Regions from separate parts of the Mus musculus genome. Here regions 1, 2, 4, 5 and 6 are each linked to region 3. The links are chromatin contacts, called in public Micro-C and promoter capture Hi-C maps. All regions are on one chromosome and are shown on one strand. The core of a region is the stretch at or near the end of the contact, and the rest is flanking DNA. Distances in the headings are between cores, read along the strand shown. Region 1 overlaps Gfpt1 (glutamine fructose-6-phosphate transaminase 1). Region 2 holds the start of Aak1 (AP2 associated kinase 1). Region 3 holds the start of Aplf (aprataxin and PNKP like factor). Region 4 overlaps Antxr1 (anthrax toxin receptor 1). Region 5 holds the start of Eefsec (eukaryotic elongation factor, selenocysteine-tRNA-specific). Region 6 holds the start of Ruvbl1 (RuvB-like protein 1).

Evidence for each region. Promoter capture Hi-C pulls out the DNA fragments that hold promoters and counts their contacts. A called contact is a pair of places that touch in the nucleus more often than the background predicts.
Region 1: a contact with region 3 is called in a promoter capture Hi-C map of the HPC-7 cell line, with 3 times the contacts expected there. The contact joins the enhancer-like site here to the promoter of Aplf in region 3. A contact is called at or near these places in 10 of 39 promoter capture datasets (the 3T3-L1 cell line, 3T3-L1-derived adipocytes, the C10 cell line and 6 more), 2 of 484 Hi-C or Micro-C datasets (the G1E-ER4 cell line and cerebellum), 1 of 115 datasets of contacts at active chromatin or transcription factors (fibro-adipogenic progenitors) and 1 of 9 other capture datasets (macrophages).
Region 2: a contact with region 3 is called in a Micro-C map of embryonic stem cells, with 7 times the contacts expected there. The contact joins the promoter of Aak1 here to the promoter of Aplf in region 3. A contact is called at or near these places in 6 of 39 promoter capture datasets (the C10 cell line, embryonic stem cells, fetal liver and 2 more), 1 of 484 Hi-C or Micro-C datasets (embryonic stem cells), 1 of 115 datasets of contacts at active chromatin or transcription factors (pancreatic cancer cells) and 1 of 9 other capture datasets (adipose tissue).
Region 4: a promoter capture Hi-C map of pre-B cells shows a contact between it and region 3, with 3 times the contacts expected there. The contact joins the enhancer-like site here to the promoter of Aplf in region 3. A contact is called at or near these places in 3 of 39 promoter capture datasets (the HPC-7 cell line, hippocampal neurons and pre-B cells), 1 of 484 Hi-C or Micro-C datasets (CD4 T cells), 1 of 115 datasets of contacts at active chromatin or transcription factors (large pre-B cells) and 3 of 9 other capture datasets (embryonic stem cells, liver and macrophages).
Region 5: a contact with region 3 is called in a promoter capture Hi-C map of neutrophils, with 2.6 times the contacts expected there. The contact joins the promoter of Eefsec here to the promoter of Aplf in region 3. A contact is called at or near these places in 5 of 39 promoter capture datasets (hematopoietic stem and progenitor cells, liver, neutrophils and 1 more) and 1 of 115 datasets of contacts at active chromatin or transcription factors (pancreatic cancer cells).
Region 6: a promoter capture Hi-C map of cranial neural crest shows a contact between it and region 3. The contact joins the promoter of Ruvbl1 here to the promoter of Aplf in region 3. A contact is called at or near these places in 3 of 39 promoter capture datasets (cranial neural crest, liver and pre-B cells).

What each region holds. Positions count from the first base shown.
Region 1 is chr6:87,074,231-87,077,668 of GRCm38.p6, reverse strand. It overlaps Gfpt1 (glutamine fructose-6-phosphate transaminase 1), which reads right to left. Exons shown (of 19, transcript NM_013528.3): 13 at 1,292-1,412; 14 at 429-586. Among named protein-coding and RNA genes, the nearest start is that of D6Ertd527e, 29 kb to the left of the region's middle. Within about 2 kb of position 1,353, at least 76 of the 459 cell types and tissues checked have an H3K27ac peak or open chromatin away from gene starts, as enhancers often do. A contact at or near this core is called in the G1E-ER4 cell line and the HPC-7 cell line, where this site is marked.
Region 2 is chr6:86,847,450-86,850,921 of GRCm38.p6, reverse strand. Aak1 (AP2 associated kinase 1) reads right to left here and starts at 1,417. Exons shown (of 16, transcript NM_001378654.1): 1 at 707-1,417. The coding sequence starts at 869. 2610306M01Rik (RIKEN cDNA 2610306M01 gene) reads left to right here and starts at 1,482. Exons shown (of 1, transcript NR_028298.1): 1 at 1,482-2,515.
Region 3 is chr6:87,670,440-87,674,152 of GRCm38.p6, reverse strand. Aplf (aprataxin and PNKP like factor) reads left to right here and starts at 1,992. Exons shown (of 10, transcript NM_001372332.1): 1 at 1,992-2,293. The coding sequence starts at 2,198. It also overlaps E230015B07Rik.
Region 4 is chr6:87,151,534-87,155,218 of GRCm38.p6, reverse strand. The region is part of intron 17 of Antxr1 (anthrax toxin receptor 1); the gene reads left to right. Among named protein-coding and RNA genes, the nearest start is that of D6Ertd527e, 49 kb to the right of the region's middle. Within about 2 kb of position 2,173, at least 167 of the 459 cell types and tissues checked have an H3K27ac peak or open chromatin away from gene starts, as enhancers often do. A contact at or near this core is called in the HPC-7 cell line and pre-B cells, where this site is marked.
Region 5 is chr6:88,444,405-88,447,889 of GRCm38.p6, reverse strand. Eefsec (eukaryotic elongation factor, selenocysteine-tRNA-specific) reads left to right here and starts at 1,351. Exons shown (of 7, transcript NM_023060.3): 1 at 1,351-1,684. The coding sequence starts at 1,411.
Region 6 is chr6:88,463,225-88,466,953 of GRCm38.p6, reverse strand. It overlaps Ruvbl1 (RuvB-like protein 1), which reads right to left and starts at 1,545. Exons shown (of 11, transcript NM_019685.3): 1 at 1,286-1,545. The coding sequence starts at 1,426.

The DNA of each region.
Region 1 (3,438 bases), core at 104-2,603, 600 kb after region 3:
GTGATCTTATGCCCTCTTCTGCTGTGTCTGAGGACAGTGAAGGTGTATTCATATACATAAATAAGTTTTATTTATTTGACTGTGTGGGGAAGGGAGAGACGGGCATTGTGAGTAAGCATGCATGTATCCACACATGAGCTGTGAGTGCACACACATGTATGCACACATTAACTGTGAGTGCACATACATGTATCCGTGCAGATGCACAGGAGAGCAGGCCATCGGGTGTCCTGCTCTATCAATCTCTGTCGTGTTCCCTAAGACACAGTCACTCACTGAACCTGGAGCTAAGTTGATGACTAACAAGCCCCAGGGATTCCTCCTGCTCTCCTCCCTAAGAGAAGAGAGTACAGTAACTGCCCCACAGATCAGAGTCTCTTACCAACAGTATGGTTAAGTAACTTCCATGGAAGAAACCAAAAATTTACCTTTGTACTGGCCACGCCAATCTCAGGACCAGCATTAATATGAACCCCGCAATCTGTCTCCCTTGATATAGAACTGCCGACTGTATTTGTGATCCCCACAGTTAAGGCTCCTCTCTCCTTACAGTAACGAAGTCCCATCAGGGTGTCAGCTGTCTCGCCTGTGTAAAATGGACAACAGTAACAGAGAGCAGTTTCAGAGGATGCAGTTTCATACACGAAAAACCAACCGACTGCCATGCTTTTAATACTATCACTTGTTTTAAATAAAGCATAAGGCATGCTCTTATTAAACTTATAAGACATAGCCAGGCATGGGGCACACACCTTAAATCCTAGGGCTTGGGTTGAAGAGGCAGGCATATCACTGAGTTGGAAGCCAGCCTGGTCTACCTAGCTAAGTTCAGGCCAGCCAAGGCTACATAGTGATACCCTGTCTCAAACAACAACAAAACCTAGGATTTCTAGGATCAGTTTTTGTTTCTTATCTGAAAATTAAACTCTATAAGCTATATGTAAAAAAAGATGTTCATTTTTACTAAGTCTTAAAGAATGTATTAGTACAAGCGAAGACAATCGGTATTTACCAGGCCATCTGAAATGCCAGTTTAAGTGTCAGGGTTTTTTGGGTTTTTTGGTTTTTTTTTGTTTTGTTTTTTTCAAGACAGGGTTTCTCTGTGTAGTCCTGGCTGTCCTGGAACTCACTCTGTAGACCAGGCTGGCCTCAAACTCAGAAATCTGCCTGCCTGGGATTAAAGGTGTGAGCCACCACACCCTGCTAAGTGTCAGTTTAAAAGATAGGGTTGGCTTATTAGGAAACTTGACTTAAAATAACTTTTTCCCCTTCAAGTTTAAAATGAACACACCTGATTGACTAATGAAAAAGCAAACATCATCTCGAAAGACTGGAGTGTTTCTATCCAAGAAGTCACTGGCAAGCTCCACCATCACGGGCAGCTCGGTCAGCTCCTCCAGGACCTGACGGGTCTACAGGGAAAAGAACACACTCTGCCTTAGGACATCCTTTTTCACTGAACTTCTTTGGTCTCCACTTTTCTAATTACAAAGTGAGCACACAGACGAGAGGGTAGCTCCGTGGTGAGCACTGGCCTAGCTCACTTAAGGCCCTAGGCCCCACCACAGCACTGCCACAGAAAAACAAGGCATACATTTGGAAACCACTAAGAAACACAAATTAAAGAAAAAAATTAATGCATTCACCACCCTACTACTAAGAGATACGCACTGCTAACTTTCAGTGCAACTCTTTGAGAAAAACTACCAATGTGGATGCTCTATTTTGTTTAACACTAGACTGATCTGGAACTCAGTACAGAGCCAGCTGACCTCAGATCTGCAGTAAGTGCCTGTCCCAGCCTCCTGAGTGCTGGGATTGCAGGTGTCAGCCATAATTCTAAGCTCTATGAAAACATGCTTATAAGCAAATATATCCACAAATATGAAACATTTGAGCAGAAAAAGCACTGTTCTGAGTCAACTTGTGTATCACTAATTCTCTAATTCTAAACATATAAAATTAAAGTTAAATTGTAATAATGTACATACTCAGTGAAATTTAAAAATGTACTATATGTATAAATAATACTATTTCAAAAATGTGAATACATTTAAGAAGTTCTGTTTAGGGCAGCTCCTTGTTGTCAACTTTGGAGCAATGGAGCATGGTGTGAAAGAGGAAGCAACACGCTTGTGTTCAAAGGGAATTCCCAAGCCTTTTACTAAGTCGCATTCTCACTAAGTTCCTTTTATTCTAAAGGTCAGAAAATTACAAACAACAGAAAGCAAACCTTCAGGCACCAGTCTTTTTTCAGCCCTACAGATGTACAGGCACATGGTGGAACTTTAGTGCTGATAACAGACATTTTCTTCCTGTCAGCAGCAGCCTTTCACCTGTTCCTCAGGCCAGCCAGCCCTGCCCTGCCTGTCACTAGCCCCCTCCTTTATAGCACATTCCTCCTCTACAGCAACAAAACCACAAAGGCTGGAGCAAGAGAGCAGCTGCAGAGGACTGAGTTTGTCTCCCAACACCTGTGACTGAGGGCTCACAACCATGCATTCTCCAGCTCCAAGGAACCCTACACGCTCACACACACACACACACACACACACACACACACACACACACACACACACACACACAGCAAAAGAGAGTTAAGAGTGGGAGGGAAGAAAGAGAGAGAGAGAGAAAGGGGGAACACACACACACACACAGCAAAAGAGAGTTAAGAGTGGGAGGGAAGAAAGAGAGAGAGAGAAAGGGGGAAATTTAAACCAAAAACCCCTGCAAAGTTGTCTGTATTCCACAGCTCTTACACTTTTGCTTGCCCACAAACAGAATTGTTCTTCTGTGTTTGGTCCCACAATGATTCTAGTTTAGTAGTTTTTAAGCAATATGACAGCAACATAAATGCCAAGTATTTGAAAATTAAATGTTCCAATTTTTAATTACTTTTCTGTTGGTCTAATTTATTTGTAACTATTTCTAAGTCAGTTACTGACACTAGCAAGCTAGATGTCTTCCTTCAAATAAATGAAAATAAAAAAATTTCCCCCTAGATTACAAATGCATTATATTGGCATTTATCTTCAAACAAACAAACCTAACAACCTACCAGATATTTAAAAATAATGTAACCCAAAAGTATCTCATACTAATGTGTTGATGAGAAATACTTTACAAATAGTTAAATATTTTCATCCTAACCTAAAAAGATAACTATTTATGCTGCAAATGCCATTCTATGACCCGAAAGCCCACGAGGCAGTTAAACTCTGGAAAGCGTGCTGGTTTCAGACCAACTTGAGCGTAGGCAGTTGTTACTAATCGGGTACAGACACACTGAAAGAAGACATGTGCCTGTCACTCGCTCTTGACTATATCATGAAAGTAAACATTCAGTCTAGGATGAGTAGAATAAACAGCACTATTTCATAGGCTACTCACAAGAGATTTCTTACGTGCTTTCATTAATTTTGGCACATAGATCCCTTA
Region 2 (3,472 bases), core at 168-2,667, 820 kb after region 3:
GCACAGATAGACCAACGAGCACACACCGAGAGAAACCACACAGCATCCTCTCCAACTGAGAGAACACTAAACCAGAGCCAATCCTAAGTCATTCTTAATAGAAACTAAAAGGAGAAAAGAGGCCTAGGCGTCTGAGTTCAAAACCATCTCATTCGCTTATGATTTTATCTTAGCCACATCCTGGGGACCTCACTGCAGTTGGGTAAAGAAACAAACCTAACCAAAACACCAAAAAATGCATTCCTGTCCCCAGAGAAATCCTCTTTGGCTACCTACTTAAAGAAATAGGAAAGTTAGGTGGGAGAAGCCCCCCTCTCCTTTAAGATCTCTCCCCATCCCCACCCTTCAGCCTCCGCATCAGAATTTAAAGTTTCAGGGAAATGGCAAGACCACCACCCTGCATTTCACTTATACTTCACACATAGGATCCGAATAATTCGGTCAAAGGAAGAGATTTCTCCACGCGCTCCCCCCACCCACCCAAATGAAAGGCCACTGAGGTAAACTATTTGGGCAATACTGCCCCCCCAAGCCCTGTCAATTCCCAGTCTGAGTTTTAATTCTCTCAAGGACAATGACTCGCAAGGAAAGTGCAGAGGGGGAAGGGAGGGTCAGTTGGTCAAAACCCATTCATACAACTAGAAACCAGAGTCTTGCCACATCAGCACACGAGATTAATTCACCGCGCACTGGCTTCCCAACATACCTTCCGCCAACACCTCGTCCACGGTGACCTGCTGCCTCCCGATGCCGAAGACCCTTCCGATGTAACCACTGCCCAGGCCTGAGCTGCTGCCCCCTCCTCCGCTGGAGCCTGAACCCAGGCCAGAGCTCCCCTGCTCCCGCCTGGAGTCGAAAAACTTCTTCATCTTTCCAATATGAAATGCCAAGGCAAAATGCCGATGGTTTCTAGGTTCGTATTTGTTGTAAAGAAAAGAGATCTAAGGATTTCTTCTCCGGTTTCAGCCCTGAGCAGAGCCCCGGGAATCCGGCCGTGGGGTGGGGGCTGAGGGACGGCGCCTGCAGGAATAGACTGTCAATCGCGCGGCGGGTCCCCTCCTCCTCGGGGAGCGATCGTTTAAGTTTAAACCTGCGATGACAGAGGCAGAGAGAGGATGAATCAGTAACACACTCCAGAGCCTAACTGCCGGGTCCTAGGGAAAGCACAGGCCGTCATCCAGAGGAAACGCTGCGTGCATTTTCTTCGGGAAAGCCCTGGAAACGCACCGGACCCCTGCCCGGACCCCCGCCCCGGGCCCCGGACACCCACTAGCGGCCGCTCGGCGGCGAGCCCAGCTACCAGCCCCGCGACATGGCCACGGCCGCCGGCCTGCGACACGAAGGAGGCGGCGCTGCCGCAGAGCCGGGGCCGCTTCGGCGCCCGCCCGCCCGCCAGCTGATCCCCGAGCGCCGCGCTGAGGCCGCCCCTCCCCCGCGCGCGCGCCCGTCGGCTCCGACCACCCACCCGGAAGTGACCTGCCACCGGAAGTGCTTCTCAGGGCCGCACAGCCCCTTCTCAGGGGCCGTCTCAGGTGCACCAGCTATAGCTACAGAGCGAAAGAAACCGATGGCAAGAAGGGAACCAGAGCAGTGGAACTCGGGACAGAGACACTTGGAAGAGAGCGTTGCCGTAGTCCTGCCGCTGAGCACCCTGGGAAGAGTAGTTCGGGGTAATCTGGCATCTGGACTACAATTCCCAAGATGCCCCGGGAGCGAGCGCACCTTCGGACGCCGTCTCCAGGGACTGGAGATGATAGTGGAGTGGTGCAGAAGTGAGGCTTCGGGTATTTAAGTACATCTGCTAAAGTCACCAGAGACTAGTTTTCCAGCTGCACGTCCCACTCTCTGTAGCCATTTTATCTATGGCTTGGCCTCATGGACAGAGGCACTCTGGGAATTGTGGTTTCACAGGAGTCCGGACTGACACCTGAAGGACGCGGTTTAGCTGCCTCGCCCCAGTTGGGTTTGGGAGTTCCCCGACGTCATGGGAGCGGAGGTACTGAAGGCTTGGGGGCTGGGGAGAAGTGGGTATGATGCCAGCAGGGAGCCGAGCGGAATCTCGGTGCTGAAGGAAACAAAGCAGGTGTCTTCCGGTCCCCGACCACGATGAGAACTGAGAAGCCTGAGGGTCGAAGAAGGAACTGCGGGAGATCCAGTACACGGAGCATCTAGGGACCAGGCTACATCCATCCTTGGGCTCCACCCCAAACCATGGCCCTCTGCCGACCCAGATTTGCCTGGTCCTTACCAGATATATTCACGCCTTTAAAGGGAACTTTAGACACACCTACTGCTTTCTCTTCAGAATCTTTCGCAAGAAGATGCTGTGTTTACTAAGGATCGCTTGGGTGCGGATAGAGTACAGGGCTGTGTGATTGGCACCTGTCAAATGCTAAGGATTTGGAAAGGAATTGAGATCTCTCCTCCTAGATTGCTTCACAGAAGATGTTGTTGTCGTGCCAAATCCCTGCCTCCCCTGCCCTCTCCCCCAAGAAATACATGGTTTTTTCTCTTTTTTGAGTATAGGTTATTTTTCCACCAGCTCCCCACACTTCTTAAAGATGCAACTACCCTCTTGCAGTTCATCCCAGAATTTCTACTTCAGGCACTTGAGGAAGATCTAGAAGGGGGCCCCCAGGAAATAAAAAAAGATGGGTCTTGCTGGGCAGTGGTGGCTCACGTCTTTAATCCCAGCACTTGGGAGGCAGAAGCAGGCAGATTTCTGATTTCGAGGACAACCTGGGTTACAGAATGAGTTCCAGGGCAGCCAGGGCTATGCAGAGAAACCCTGTCTTGAAAAATAGAACAAAAAAAGATGGCTCTTGGTTAATCTGAATATTGAGTCCGGCTGTGCTGGCGGTGGCTATTGCGGTTTCTTATTTCATGTGGTACCATAGTCATATAACTCTCCGGAGAGAGATAGCATCTTAACTTCCGGAGAGAGCCAGTATTGCCACCTCAGTTCACACAATCCTACAGCCACCTTAAGGGTGAGACTCAGCACCTGCGGAACATCTTCCTAACTCAGCCCAGGGTGTGTTCTCCTCGCCTTCCTTAAAAGGCTTGATTTCTGTTACAGAAGCTTAGTGTGTGTCTTAAAATAGATGGGAAATCTTAGTGGGCTTACAGCCCCTCATCTTTCTCAGCACCATTAATTTTGACCGACCTTTAAAGAGTCTGTTAGTCTGTCCATCGAGCCCTGGTGCCTTATCGGGTTTTAATTTTCTCCACTCTCCTGGTACAGACCAGGTTTGCTCAAATCTCAAGCCTCACTTCAGACAGTCAAGGTTTTCCAGAAGGAGTAAGGCAGCCTACTCCCACTGAGTAACATGCTTTTAGTAGGCACTCAGCCTGAGTGAAAGACCACTGTTTAACAGAAGGGGACTGCAGCAATCATTCCTATACATTGATTGACTGGTGTGTATGCGCGAGTGGGGTGGGGGTGGGGGGATGAAAATGGCTGTCATACTTT
Region 3 (3,713 bases), core at 743-3,242:
TCATGCTCAGAACCACCTATGGCTTCCAGAAGTCCTGTGTCAGCAGAGCTCTTCTCCAGGCTGCTTGCTTTCCTAACTGCCCCACCCAGCTTTTGAATCTCTGTTCTTACTCTGTTCTACTAAATGAGCCAGTCCACAAGCAGGACAGACTGACAAACATGGAAAAAGTTTCTTATTCCATATGGACCTAGTGCTAACCACTATATGCAGTCTGCCACTCACCAACTGCCCGCTGTGGTTATGGGAAAGGTTAAGGGTTAGGATCTGAGTCATGGACAGGACCTAGGATAAGAATGAGGGATTAGGGTTAGTGTCCTAGTTAGACTTTTTGTCAGTGTAACACAAGCCAGGGTCATCGAGGAAGAGGGAATTTCAATGGAGACAATAGGCAGGTCTTCGGGCTACTTTCTTGATTACTGATTGCTGTGGGATTGGCGTCACCCCTGGGCAACTGGTCATTGGTTGCATAAGAAAGCAGATTTAGCAAGCCTTGAGGAATAAGCCAGAAAGCAACATCTTTCACAGCCTCTGCATCGGTTCCTGCCTCCATGTTCCTGCCTGGAGTTCTTGGCCTGACTTCCCTTCTGCCCCCCAAGTTAATTTTGGTTTTCTGGTTCTGTATAGATTTCATTGGAGTTTTGATTAGGAAGAGGGACAAAGAGCTCCAAGGTCCCCAAGTTCATCTTCAGCCTCCTAAAGTAAGGCTAAGGTTTAAGTAGGGGGCCAGCATTTGAATATCTGAGCCATCTCCAGTTGCAAGGTGTGGCCCTGCCCATTACTGCTGAGGTTCTAGTGCTTCAGCAAGGCATTCTGACAAATTGACGGGACTGTGAAATCTCTCCGGGGGAAAGTCTCTCGTCTTGATGGGTCTGCCTTTTGACTTTTTAATCCAGCATGAGATTACTAAGGAAAATTCCAGTCTCTTAAGGCCCACTGTTCTGAGAGCCAAAATGAGGGTCACAGTGACTCTTTAGAATAACTCCATTTCCCCTAGGCTTGTGACAAGGTGGCCTCTTGGGGAAGAGAAGACCTTGTGCCTCCTGGAGGCATTAGGGGATAAGACTCCAACTCCATGACCTTCTGCAGAGTCCTGTAGTACAGGCTTTAATATGGAAGAGAAAGCCCTCCAGACACAGGCCTAGCTGAGGCTGTCCTCAGCCACAAGAAAGGAAAAGATCTTAAGAGAGCAGTGCCAAACTCTGGGCCAGGCTTCCTCCAAAGAGAAAGTTCCCTCTAGCTGGGAGCCCTGAGCTTAGCAACTGGCTTCTCCATAGAAAAGACCACCTTTCCCCTCCATCCCGTCCCTGTAGGTTTGCCCCCCACCCTCGGACCCTAGGTTTGCTTCCCCCAGTCCAGGCCTCCACCAAAGAGAAAGACAGGCCTGCTACAGATCCCAGCCAGAGAATATGCCTCTTTTATAGAGAAGGAAGATTCTCCGGCCCCGTGGGCCAAGTGTCTGAGCCAGGCCTTTGAAAATAGAAGCTCCACTGGCTGCAGATCCATCCCCAAATGAGTATGGGGCGCCTGCACAGGAAAGTTAATGACCCTCTTGAGGCTGAACCCTAAAAATCTAAGTCCAGACATACTTCTTGGAGTAGGGAAGACAGTCCTGCCACGGAGGCCTTATTCTAGCCGAAGCTGTCTCCTTATGGAAGAGAAGGGGAAGAAGCAGATACACACATCATACTCCATTGGGAAAAGAACATCCCCCTGTTGAAGTCACAGGGCCACGGGCCAGCACTGTGGTTCATTTAAAAACTCAGGCCAACCCTCTCCTAAGGCCTTGACGTCAGCACTACTCTAGCCCCACCCCTGCCCAAGCACGAATCAACCTAGGCGCAGAGATGCGCGTATTGCCTTCTGGGATTGGTAGTTTTTCCATGCAGTCTGTACTCCGGAAAGGAGCCGAAGGGAGGTGTCAGGAACTACAAGACCCAGCGTTCCATGAGTCCTGTGAGAGGAAGTGCTGGAAGATTGTGGGTGTGCGTTCCAGTTTTTAAGCTGTAGTTTGGCGGTCTGTTGACAGGTATTCCCTGCACGAATCACAGGCTCTCAAGGAGTGGGGATTCCGGAAAGGGAAGAAGCACACTCACCAGGAAAGGAGCCTCGGGTTTCACACCCCTTCGGGCCATGCCCAGCGTGCCTGAGGGAGGTGGCTACGAGGTATCTCCTGGCGAAGGAACCTTCTCTTACCGCCATGCCTTCGGACTTCTTTCTGCAGCCTCTGGACGGCGGTCCCCGCGTGCCCGTGGGGCCGGGGCAGACTGTGATAGGCCGCGGGCCGCTGCTGGGAGTAAGTGTGGGAGGTAGTGTGGGCGTGGGCAGCCAGAGCTTGCTCAGCCGAGGCTGTCTCTTGTCTCCTGAGCTTGGGAACTCCGCGTCTTGGCTCTGCTTGTCAAGATTTTATAGGTTTGGGGCAGTAGGTTTTCAAACAACGTTAGTCAAGTCCCAGACATTTCTTTTTGGTGCCTGTATGGTTCGAGTATGGACCGAGTTAACATCATTAGCCTATCCAGCTGGCAAACGAGGGCCAAATCCAAGTTGAGCTAAGTTCGGGTTGTAAGATGTAAAATGTAAACAGACCAACTAAACAAAACCGCTGCTAGTATTTAAAGACGTATAGTACTCTAAAGGTTAATGTGTTGCATGTTGACCTACAAAGCTTACAATATTTACGGTACTGTATGAGCCATAACAGGGAAGGTTAATCACCTCCCTTAAGCTAACTTCTTTTATCTCCTTGCCTTCTCTGCTGGGCTGGTGGGCCTTACCAATAATAGCAGTATCCCTTTTGGTAGTATCAGTAGCTGTCTTTAAGTTGTCTGGGTAGTGAACCAGTCATTGTTCTAAAGAGATGACTTTAATTTACTACTTCCAAAACTTTTTGAGTTAGGTGCTTTTTATTAGCCTTGTTCAAATGAGAAAGTTGGAGTATAAACTGGTCATTTAAAGGTGATACATGTACAAATGGCCACTATGCTATATATTCTTTACCCTCTTTGGGAGGAGTAGGAACCAAACCGTTTGCAGTTTGCACTATGAAATTATATTTGGTGGTATTAAACCATTTAGCATTGCCACAAGACCTATCATTTACAAAGGCCACTCTAGAGAACCTGGCGGTCGAGTTGAAATATCACAAGGGAGAGATGGGCTAGCCATTAAGAGCCTGGAATTTATTACAGAGGACTGGCTTCCCAGCACTTATGTCAGGCAATTCACAAATGCTTGTAATTCTGCCTCTCTGGGCAATGTACACACATGCATATCCTAACATACAGGTATACATATATAGTAAAAAATAAAATTTTAAAAATTCACAAAAAATTGTTTTTAAAAATCTCTGCCATTATTTTCCACCTGAGTGGTATTTTCTGTGTTCTTACTGCCCTGTTTCTTGGTTTCTTTTCTCTTTGTTTTTCCCCATTATCATAAGAGTTTTGTGCTCCAACATAGATTGTTGGATTGGTGTTTATGTTTTTATGAGCATGGTAGTTTTGTAGTTTCCGTTTCCGGGTTGTGCTTTAGATTTTGATATGTTTTGCTCTAGCTGTTGATTCTTGGAGGGTGTGTTGATATGTTAGAATTTAGGTTATCTTAAATATAGTTGCCTTTAAAGAGAGGGTCTCACAACATAGCCTGAGCACCCCTTGAACTTGCAGTTTTCCTGCCTCACTTCCAAGAGCTGGGGTTACAAGCATGTATGTTCCTAA
Region 4 (3,685 bases), core at 924-3,423, 520 kb after region 3:
CCTGTAGAGCTTGAGTAGGCAGTGAACCAGCCCGGGACTTGAGTCACTTCAACTGTGTAAGGATATCAGGGGAAGATGTTCACAGACAATCTTGTGCACCCAACAACGTGAACATTAACAGAGCAATGTCTTCCTCGGAACTGGCTCCTCTTGTTCAAGGACATTGGGTTCCTCTGAGGAATGTGCTGCTCCCCTGCCTGCACCCCTCCACACACCCCTCCATCGTTCCTCTGTTGTTTGGGTCTCCTGCCTACAAATTTACCAGCCTGGAGAGCCACAAGTTCTGCCCTATGCCACTTTACTATTACACAGACAGAGGTGACAGCAGCACTACACAGGGGAGACACCATAACAATTCAAGATCTCCATTAGGCTGATCCAAAGAGGCAGTCACTGACCAAACTGATTTAGACAGGGGCCACAGACTAGTAAACATCACAGTGAACACGGTGACACAGAAAAAAAAAAGCTTTAATATTTAAGAGTTTCCTAAAGTGAAAAATGTCTAACATTTTCATTACACATTGCATTCTTACAATCAAAATAACCAAGCTGAAATGATGAGTAAAAATCATCTAAAAATCCGTGGCTTCACCTATGAGGAAGGGGCTGAAGATCTTCGATGAGTTGTTTAGCCTGAGAGCAGGCAGGTGTACTCAGACTCATAGCTGCTGCTATTGAGGGAGCAAAACCCATACTCTGTGCCCCTGTGAGCTTAGACCCTGACACATGAACACTGAGTGTCCTCGCTTCCACCTTGTCCCATCCACAGTCACTGTGGCTGCTGTCCGCTTTGACAGAGCGGCCAGGTCTTTGTCTCTGTGTAGCAATGAAGGTGATGAGGTCAGGCTACTGTGTCAGCCATCTTTCACAGATGGTCTGTGTCAGTACAGTCAGGTTATCTCTGGCAGTAGCAAGCCAAAAGTAAGTACAACTAATATCCTAAAATAAACTAGGATCTCCTCAGAAGGTACACTGTTCAATGCCTGCAGTCTTTCAAGATTGCCCCTTTATTCCCATAAAAAATATCACCCTTGGGCATAGTAGGTAAAGTACTTGCCCTGGTCTGATTTCCAGAACATGGGTGTTTGTTGATTTGTTTACCAGGCATGGCAGTGTGCACCCAGAACCCCAGCTCTGGGGATGTGGAAACAGGCAGATCCCTGAGGCCACCTGGAGAGCCAACCCCGCTGAGTCAGCAAACTCCAGGTTCAGTGAGAAGCCCTGTCTCAAAAGTCAAGGTAGAGAACAACTGAGGAAGTCACTTGGGACTGACCACGGCCTCTGTGCACACACAGAGATTGCTGAATCCCATCTGGACTCAGGTTGTGCCTAATAAAGAAGCAGCAGTCATACGACTCTCCCTCCCTTGAGAGCTGTACCCTGAAACCGCAAACCTGGCTTGTTCTGCATCCAAGTGCCCACTGCCCCACCATCAGCTCAGGTGCTCTACACAGGCAAGCGGGACTATGGGATGTGCTGGACAGCTGTGGGGCAATGCTCAGACTCATGCAACACCTAGCTCCGATCCCACACAGCTGCTGTCTCAATTCCCCAAAACATATGCCTGGGGCTGCTGGCACCTTTAAAAACATCACTTTTCCAGGCCAGGAAGATGGCTCAGACCATGTGAGAACCACCCAACCAGCCCTCCGTGCTCTCTATACCTTCATCTCTTTGCCTGTCCCGTCCTCAAATCCCTTTCCACAGACGTTTACCAACACTGGATGTGACGGCCCTCAAAGCCCATGGCACAGCTTTAAAAAGTATAGATAAGTACTCTGATAATCCTTCACTCCTCAGTGGCCATATCTAGGGACTTCCCCTTGCTAACGTGCCGGCATCTTAAGAACATCTCAGTATGAGAACCTAAAGGACTCCTCAATTTTTAACTGTGAAACTTGGGAGTAGTCTGAACACGCCATCTGTGTAGGGCCCAGAACAGGGTGTCAGATCTCAAGACAAGATGTCTGAGGGTCCCCCACACCCACAACCGTGTCTGCTTTCATCGTCGTGACAAACACTTCAGAAAGCTACCTTAAAAGAGGAAGTTCGCTATGGCTCACCCTTTCAGAAGTTTCAGCCTCAGTTTGGCTGGTCCCACTGCCTGGGTAGAATACTGCGAGCACGTGACAGAGAAGGCTGCACTCCTCATAAACAGTGAGATAGGAAGAGACAGGACGGAGGTGGGGCGTGAGCTGAGCAGAGGCACACAGAGGTGACGTTAAACCCCAGGTCCCTCTGCAGCGCCACGGCCTCCTTCCTCAGCTCCCCAGTCAGCCTACTAACGGAACACGGGGAGGTGCCTGGTACTGTTCCAGAAGCTTCTTCCAGACCATATACTACAACAAAGTGCTGAGCTTTGAAAGAGGGGGGCACTAGAAAACACAAAGGCACCAGGTGGAAATGGCTGCAGCCACAAGAAGACAAGGCTTCTGGGCCCAGGGCCATCACTTCTCACAGCTGCGTTCCTCTGCCTCCTACCCAGCCACATCTGTCAGCCACATCTGTCAGCCTCGGGAACCTCTTCCTTAGTTAAATGGGAGGGGTCAGCGACCACAGCCTCAGAGGGGACACTGAGCCAAACCGCTGCCGTTCACAGCGGGGTCCTCCAGGGCTGAGCAACCTGGGTCTTAGTAAGCATGAGGTCACCTTTCCTCTCCCAGGAGTCTCAGGGTTATTTGAGTTCATGACTGAATTCACTCCAGGGCTGGTCTCCGAGAAAGGCCCTATGAGGCCCAGCTCTATCGCTAGCCATTGTGAGTCAGAGACCCGTGGAAGGCCGATCACTTGAAGGCTGCGGAGTTGACCATCAAGGCAGGAGTACACACAGGCCACTCTTGTCCCACAGCTCTCCTCAGTTCATTGGAAGAGGAAAGTGTGGGAGTCACAGCAGTGAGCAGAAAACATGGGAAAGCAGAGAAGTGAGTAGAGTAGCCAGAGCCTGGTTAGGCACCCAAAATGGCGTTTGCCCTGCTGGTAAGGCATTGTACAATCAGGAGGGACCAGGCGATGCCACCCATTTAGGCACATTCATTTAAAGTATCCCGTCTCAAAATTGTGTTCAGGCCTCCAGTAGGCTCCAGTGTCCTTCCTTATTATGAAACCAGGTACAGCTGAGCCTGAGGTGAGCCTGGGTCAGAATACAGACCAGCGGCATTTCTTTGATGCAGGAGACACCAGCCGAGATTCTTCCTAAGTCCAGTCCTTAGGAACAAATAGGCTTTGTTAGGGCTGGGCACCCAGCTCAGCAGCAGCAGCAGCCTCGCCCAACATGCCCATGGCTTCAGCTCCACTACCCACCCACTGCCACCCAGGTTGTTTTTAATTTAGGAATTATCAAGACTATTTATACCCTACCCTCTCTAATAGGTTTAAGGCAGGTCTTTCTTTTAAAGATTCTTTCTGAAATCTAACTAGGAGTGTTATGAGTGATTTCTCCCCAGATCATACAGAACATCAGCCTGGCCCAGCCCGCGTATCTTAGAGCTGATGAGGTCTCTCCTGAACCACAGAAATGAGGCTGGTCGGTACCAGGGCACTGCAGGCCTGGCTGTACAGGGTTTCATAATGAGGAAGGATATTGGAGCCTAGTGGAGGCCTGAAAACAATTTTGAGGTTGGATCACTTAAATTAATGCTCCTAAATGAATCCCAGATTCTCGGGGCTATAAATTTTCCATTTC
Region 5 (3,485 bases), core at 102-2,601, 770 kb before region 3:
TTCAGTGCATGGTCTCTTGGGCTTGATCCCCCTAGCCTGTGGCAGCACAGCAGTATATTGTCCTGGTGACAGCAGAACGGAGCAGCCTGACTGAACTACTCATTTCATGGTGGACAGGAAGCGACTACTGCCTTCTGCTAAGCTTCATCTCATAAGACAGACCACCAGCTGGGGCCCAAGCATTTAGCACACAAGCCCGTGTAAACCAATTCACTTGCAAACCGCAACCCCTCCTGCCCTAGAAAAAGGAAGGCTGGGAATGTTGGGCCAGCAAGCCCCACCCCCTTTACATGAGAGCAGTGCCATTCAGCTCTCCAGTGCCATTCCTCCCCTGTGAGGCCCCAAGTCCCTTCTTTTCCTAGGCTTTTATCCTTTGCCAGAGCAACCACTTAGGCTTGTGACCTCTTTCATGGTTCTAGGCACCTTTCAATGCCTGAAGGGGGTTACAGAGGCTGGTTGGTATAGCACTCACGACACATTCAAGTTCATACACAACAGTTAAGTTGCAGCTCCTCATGGCAGCCTAGACTTCAAAGTGAGGTTTTTGTCCCGTCCCCACCCCCACCTCCCCTCCCCTGAATCAACGAGGACCTCTTCCTCTTTTCACAGTGCTTCCAGGTTTCTGATGGTCAATTCTCAGTCTGCACTGGACGTCTAGTGACAGTCCTTGAGGGTATCTTCCTCACTAGGCTCCCCGCCTTCCCATCTCTGTCCTTTCCAGATAGTCTGGCTTGGCAACTGGTCTTGGGTTTTACTTACTCCTGTTTTCACAGCAAATAATGTCGATCACCACATCCCAGTAAAGTGTATACAGTCTGCACTTAATAAAGGCTGACAGCCGGGCGGTGGTGGCGCACTTGGGAGGCAGAGACAGGCGGATTTCTGAGTTCAAGGCCAGCCTGGTCTACAAAGTGAGTTCCAGGACAGCCAAGACTATACAGAGAAACCCTGTCTTGAAAAAAACAAAAAACAAACAAACAAACAAACAAAAAAATAAAGGCTGACAGAAATGAATGGACGGATGGATGAGTGTGTATGGAGGGATAGAGGAAGGGATGTGTGGATGGACTGGGTGAGTGGAATGATGAAAGGAGGGAGGGAAGGAAGAATGGATGGATAGATGGTGAGATGGATGGATGGATGCATGGATGGATGAATGGATGGAAGGAGGAATCCCTAATCTCAGACTGGCGAGACTTTGTGGCGTGGGGAGCCGGATGACAGCAAACCCAGGTAGCAGGCCGGCTCTTGTCCCGCCCTGTGTGCGCTCTGCCATAGGGCTGTGGGCGCCCGAGGGCGGAAGCTTCCGTGCCGGAACCGGTGCGCTCAGCGCGGGTTGCGGGGGGGTGCGGCTTAGCAGGCGGACCGCGGGGCTGGCGCTCAGGCGACGGCGTGAGAGGCAGCGGCGGGATGGCCGGCCGGCGGGTAAATGTGAATGTGGGCGTGCTGGGTCACATCGACAGTGGCAAAACAGCGCTGGCGCGCGCGCTGAGCACCACGGCCTCCACTGCTGCCTTCGACAAGCAGCCGCAGAGCCGCGAGCGCGGCATAACGCTCGACCTGGGCTTCTCCTGTTTTGTCGTGCCGCTGCCGGGGGCAGAACCCGGTTCTAGCGACACGCTGCTGCAGGTCACACTGGTCGACTGCCCCGGGCACGCCTCCCTCATCCGGACCATCATTGGCGGTGAGCGCGGGCCGGGGCGGGAGCCGGGCTCGGGGTCCGAGCTCGCGGGATGGATGGCGGCCTGACAGCCTAGGCCTGGCCACCAGCCCGGAAGGCTTGTGGTCTCGAACTCACAGCCCGCAGACGCGGACACAGTTCTCACCTTCACTGCCGTGCACCGAGATGCTTTCCTAGAAAAATGATCCAAAGAAACAAACCCTGCAAAAAGGGTGTATACAAGTTTCAAAAAAAAAAAAAAAAAAAGTCACCACGTACCTGTCCTTTGGTCTCCTGGTTCTCTGTCCCAAACACTGCTCTCAGTTTCCTGTGTGTATGGATGGTTTCAGGAAACATACACAGAAACGCAGACAAGGTGCAGAAATGAAAGATCCTGTTTTTTTCCTTCTGTTGTACTACTTGTGGTCGGTTGGGGTAGTGGGTAGAGCCTAGTGCCTTGATAAGAGGCAAGTGCTCTAGGCTCTCTCAGGATCTCATCCCCCAGTCCCCTTTATACACAAACCATCACTGTCTGGAGACTATATCTACACATAAAGTTCCTTTGTACTTTTATACCAACATTTTCTTGACTGACCCTCGTGACTTTCCCAGAGTTGGCTGCTATTCATAATGCAGTGAATAACTCTAGCCCAGAAGGTTTTGGGATGTGCACTAGTGTAACAGGATAAGTTATGTGTGAACTAGCTAAGGCAAAGGGCCTGCGTGTTTTCAGTCATGATGGGCACTGCTAAAATCTGCTTCTAGGATCTGTACCACTTAATTAGTCTTTAATTACAGGCCACTTAGGAATAGGCCATTATAAATAAAAGGTCTTGTAACCTCCCTTCCTTGCTCAGCGTGACCCCTCCCATTCGTCTACAGGAAACTGTTGCTATGTCTTTTTAAATTCCTTTTGCAAACCCATTTAACTACACTTAAATCTAAGAACAGAACCCCATAACCTGTTTGTAAGCACCCAGCACAAAAGGAGGTGTGGCTGAGTCTACCTGCTGTAGCTCCAGTGACCCATTTCCTGCTTCTCCGCTTGCCCTGGGTTTCTTTCCAGCAGTGTGCTGTAAGCCTGGAAGCATGTATATGGGGCAGGTGGGTCATTCCAGCTGTGTGGCCTCCCTTTCTCTGTGCTGCAGGCAGCCTAAGACTGTTTCCTTGTTTCACTGAAGTGGAAATGGAGGCTTACCTGCCAGAGTTACTCTCCTGCACAGTATCTATTGAGTTCAGGATTCACTCATTAAAGACTATCAAGGGCCACACAGTAAACTAAACTGAAAACTCCCACTAAATTCTGACTGGTTGTGTTCAAATACATTTTAGGAAATGTACTCTAAGCTAGTGTAAATTGGAGATGGAACACTACAGGGTAGAAACTAGAAAGTGGGGTTGGCATGTCCCTCAGTGGTGGAGTACCTGCTTAGTGTGCAGGATGCACTAGATTCCACCCGCCTCCCCCCCCCCCCCCCAGTATTGCAAAGAAAAAGAAAGAAAGAAAGAAAGATGAAGTTTTTTTCTGGAAAATATAGAATCTGACTTGTAATAACTATAATTTTCATCTTTATGATGGTGTGTAAGTGTTACAAGTTCAGTGGAGTTTTGACCTTTCCTGGTTCGTCACATGGTTGGTTCTCATGACACTGAGCAGTGCAGCAATCTGCAGCTCCTAGTCGGCCCTGAGGTCGAGAGTGCAAATCTCTGTGTACCCAACTCTGGTTGCTGAGCTGGCAGGCCCAGAGCTTCTGTGTATTCAGTGCATTTCTTAGCTTACTATATTTTGAACCTATAATAACAGTGTTGGATGTAGCTCAACTGT
Region 6 (3,729 bases), core at 296-2,795, 790 kb before region 3:
GCACAGACCTAGTACTTAACAGAGTCTGCAGGGCTGTGCATTCCAGGCCAGTTTGACTACAGCAACATTATCTAAACAAAAAGGGTATGTATGCTATGAATCCACCCAATAAAAGAATTGGCAAGGGCTGGTGAGATGGTTCAGTGGGTGAAAAGCACTTGTAGTGTAAACCTGAGGACCTGAGTTCAATCCCTGGATCCCACAGTGGAAGGAAAGAACCTCTGACCTCTACCAGAGCACCATGGCAGTCACATGACTGCACTGCATTTGCGCACATTTTGTCAAACAGGAAAAGAAACAAAGAAATATCAGCTAAGGAAGCCAGGTGTAATGGCCCACACCTTTAATCTTAGCACTCAGGAGGCAGAGGCAGTCGGATCCCTGTGAACTCAAGGCCAGTCTGGTCTACAGAGTCCCAGGACAGCCAGAGCTACATAGTGAGACTGTCGTGAAAACAAACAAAAATAAATACCGGCTAACATTCAAAGAATAGGAAGGATAAGATATGGAGTACCAGAGGCTGCTGGTGTGGGTGCAGATGCAGGTCTAGAGCAGCCTCTGAAGTCACATACACAGAAATGTCACATGGACAGAAATGAAATAAGAAACAATAGACTCAAAGCTGCCTGGCCAATAGAAAGCATTAAACTGCTACTACCTGCTTGCAAGAAAAGATGCAAGCATGCTAGGGTCAAACATTTCCCTTTTTGGATAGATGATGCTCTTTGCTGCTGGCACTTTCTGTGTGCAAGAGGCTGAGAAAGCAGTCTTCACCACATGTAAAAAAGCAAGTTTTTGTAGACACTGAACCTCTGCAGAGTTCAGAGTGGAGGAGGCTGAAGAAATGGGAAGAATACTGATTTGATGGGGGTTAGGGGGAGGGAGATACCAGCCTCATTACTGCTAAACTGGCAGGTGGTTAAGCGGCCTAACCCACCTTTAACTTCTTCATGTGCAAAACAGAACCGATAGAAAGACCTGGCATGACTTTAGGAAGACTGACCTGGAAAAGCTGGAGTGCTTGGATGGGGAATAGATCAGACAGTCCTCACCGCTCCACTTAACAGATCAGCTCCCAGGCCCAAAGAACCCATATCAACTCTGAAAACGTAGTCAATTCTATACTTAACCGCACAGCCTTCCACTGCGTTTCCGGTGAGGTCTAATTTGCGTGCCGTGACCCGCAAAGGATGCAGCCTTTGCTCGCTAGTGTGATCCTTACTTCTTAGATCTTAGTGGATCCTGGTCCCGCCGCCCACACCTCGCGCACAAGCCCCACGCCCACCTCTCTCGCGTTCTCCTGGCCCACGAGACCCGAAGCCGCCTGCTTGGCTAGGCCGCTCTCGTCCAGCCCCAGACCCTTCACGTGGCTGTGGGAGGCGATGCGCTGCGTCTTCGTGGTGCTCTTCACCTCCTCAATCTTCATTTTGCCGAGTGTCTAGGAACACAACCTGCGTGGAGTGGTAGGAACTACCGCACGCCAGGCGCCTGGGTTACCACGCGGCCGTTACTAGGCCGCTCTCCTGGACCCGCCCCTATCAATATGTCATTGGGGGAGGCGAGAAGGCTTCGCTTTCTATTGGCTAAAAGCTACGCTGGTCACGGCTGCTGAGTTTCGCCCAGTAACTTCCGTCTGTGTCACAGGATAAGTTCCCCCAGGGCAAACATTTCCTGCCCTGGCCACATTTGACTGAGAACTGCTTAAGTACTTAAGCACTATTAATGTGAATGACAGGTTTTTAATTATAAATGCCTCTTTTAATGCCTATTTTTTTTCTTTAGAATAACATATTTGTGCCAGGGTGAGTTAACTTCTTCACTGACAGATGTTAAATCTTTTCCAGGTGCTTGGATGTCCTGAGAGAATCATCAGCAAAGCAGCTGCCCAAACTTCTCCAGTGCTCACCGAATTATTTAGACACCCAGAGAATGCCCCACTGCTCCCATTTTTTTTTTTCCAGAATACACTAGATCCTGAAGGCACTATTCCAGCCAAAACTTTTCAAACACTTCATGCCATAATTCTGGTCATCATATGCCCAATAAGAACCTTAAAGAAACTCGGCGGTGGTGGCGCACGCCTTTAATCCCAGCACTCGGGAGGCAGAGGCAGGCAGATTTCTGAGTTCGAGGCCAGCCTGGTCTACAGAGTGAGTTCCAGGACAGCCAGGGCTATACAGAGAAACCCTGTCTCGGAAAAAAAAAAAAAAAAACAAACAAACAAACAAACAAAAAAAAAAAAAAACCCTTAAAGGAAAAAAAGGAAGGAAGGAAAAGAGAAGATGTGTTTGTGTAGCCTTGCCTGGCCTAAAACTCCAGGGCCCCCACCTGTCTCTGCCTCCTGAGTTGCTGGCATTAAAGGTGCTACCACCATACTCTGACCAGATATTTTCATCAGTCTGGAGTGGGTGCAAGTCTCCAGGTAGGTGAACAAAAGCTGCCTGTGAATGGTGAAACTATGGTCCTTCATTTGAATAATCAACGGCTCTGATATTGGTGCAAATATGGTAGTTTGTTTTCACAATCCACCTTGCCATAGTCCAAATTTAATGCTTCATTTTCAAGAAGGGCTATACTAAGGACGGCAAACACTCTTGCTTACTCTCTCAACATTCTGGCTCTCTAAGCAGGTGTCCCTCACTTTTTTTTTCTCGAGACAGTGTTTCTCTGTATAGCCCTGGGTGTCCTGGAACTCACTCTGTAGACCAGACTGGCCTCAAACTCAGAAATCCACCTGCCTCTGCCTCCTGTGTCCCTCACTTTCCTCACTTTTAAGTCAGCCAGGAGACACCTTCCTGTGCTGTGCAATGTGTAGCTGTGGTGCAACTTTAGGCCCATTGTTTGATTTCTCAGTCTTTCCACCTATATTAATAGTATTGTGGGCTGAGCCGGTAATATGAAGAAGACAAGCCTAGAGACTGTAGCAGTGAAGACTGTGATGAAAGGCAGCTAGAGAGTTCTAGAGTAAAATAAAGACAGAGTAAAAATAGAGAGTTTCTAGACTGGAAGCAGAAATGGCATGTGACTGGCAGCAGAGAAGCCAGAGGCAGGGATTGCTAGACAAGTTCCAAGGAGTGCCAAGTCTTTTTAAATTTTTTAAATTTATTTTTATTTTTATTTTTGGTTTTTCAAGACAGGATTTCTCTGTGTAGCCCTGGCTGTCCTGGAACTCACGCTGTAGACCAGGCTGGCCTCGAACTCAGAAGTCCTCCTGCCTCTGCCTTCCAAGTGCTGGGATTAAAGGCATGTGCCACCACTGCCTGGCAAGTCTTTTTATTTTATTATTTTATTTATCTGTGTGGGTGTTTTTCCTGCAAGTATAAATATACCAGGCAGTGCCTAAGGACATCAGAAGAGGATGTCAGATCCTCTAGAACTGAAGTTACTCATGGTTGTGAGCCACCATATGCGTGTTGGGATTTGAATTTGAGTCCTCTGTAAGAACACCAGTGCTTCTAACTGCAGAGTCATCTCTCCAGCCCAGGGATCTTTAAGTTCTTTTTTAAGATGGATCTGTCTATCTATCTATCTATCTATCTATCTATCTATCTATCTATCTATCTAATGTATATGAGTACATTGTAGCTGTACTGATGTTTGTGATGGTTGTGAGCCACCATGTGGTTGCTGGGATTTGAACTCAGGACCTTCAGAAGAGCAGTCAGTGCTCTAAACCGCTGAGCCATCTCTCCAGCCTGGAGCTTTAAGTTTTAAGGGTCAACATTTATT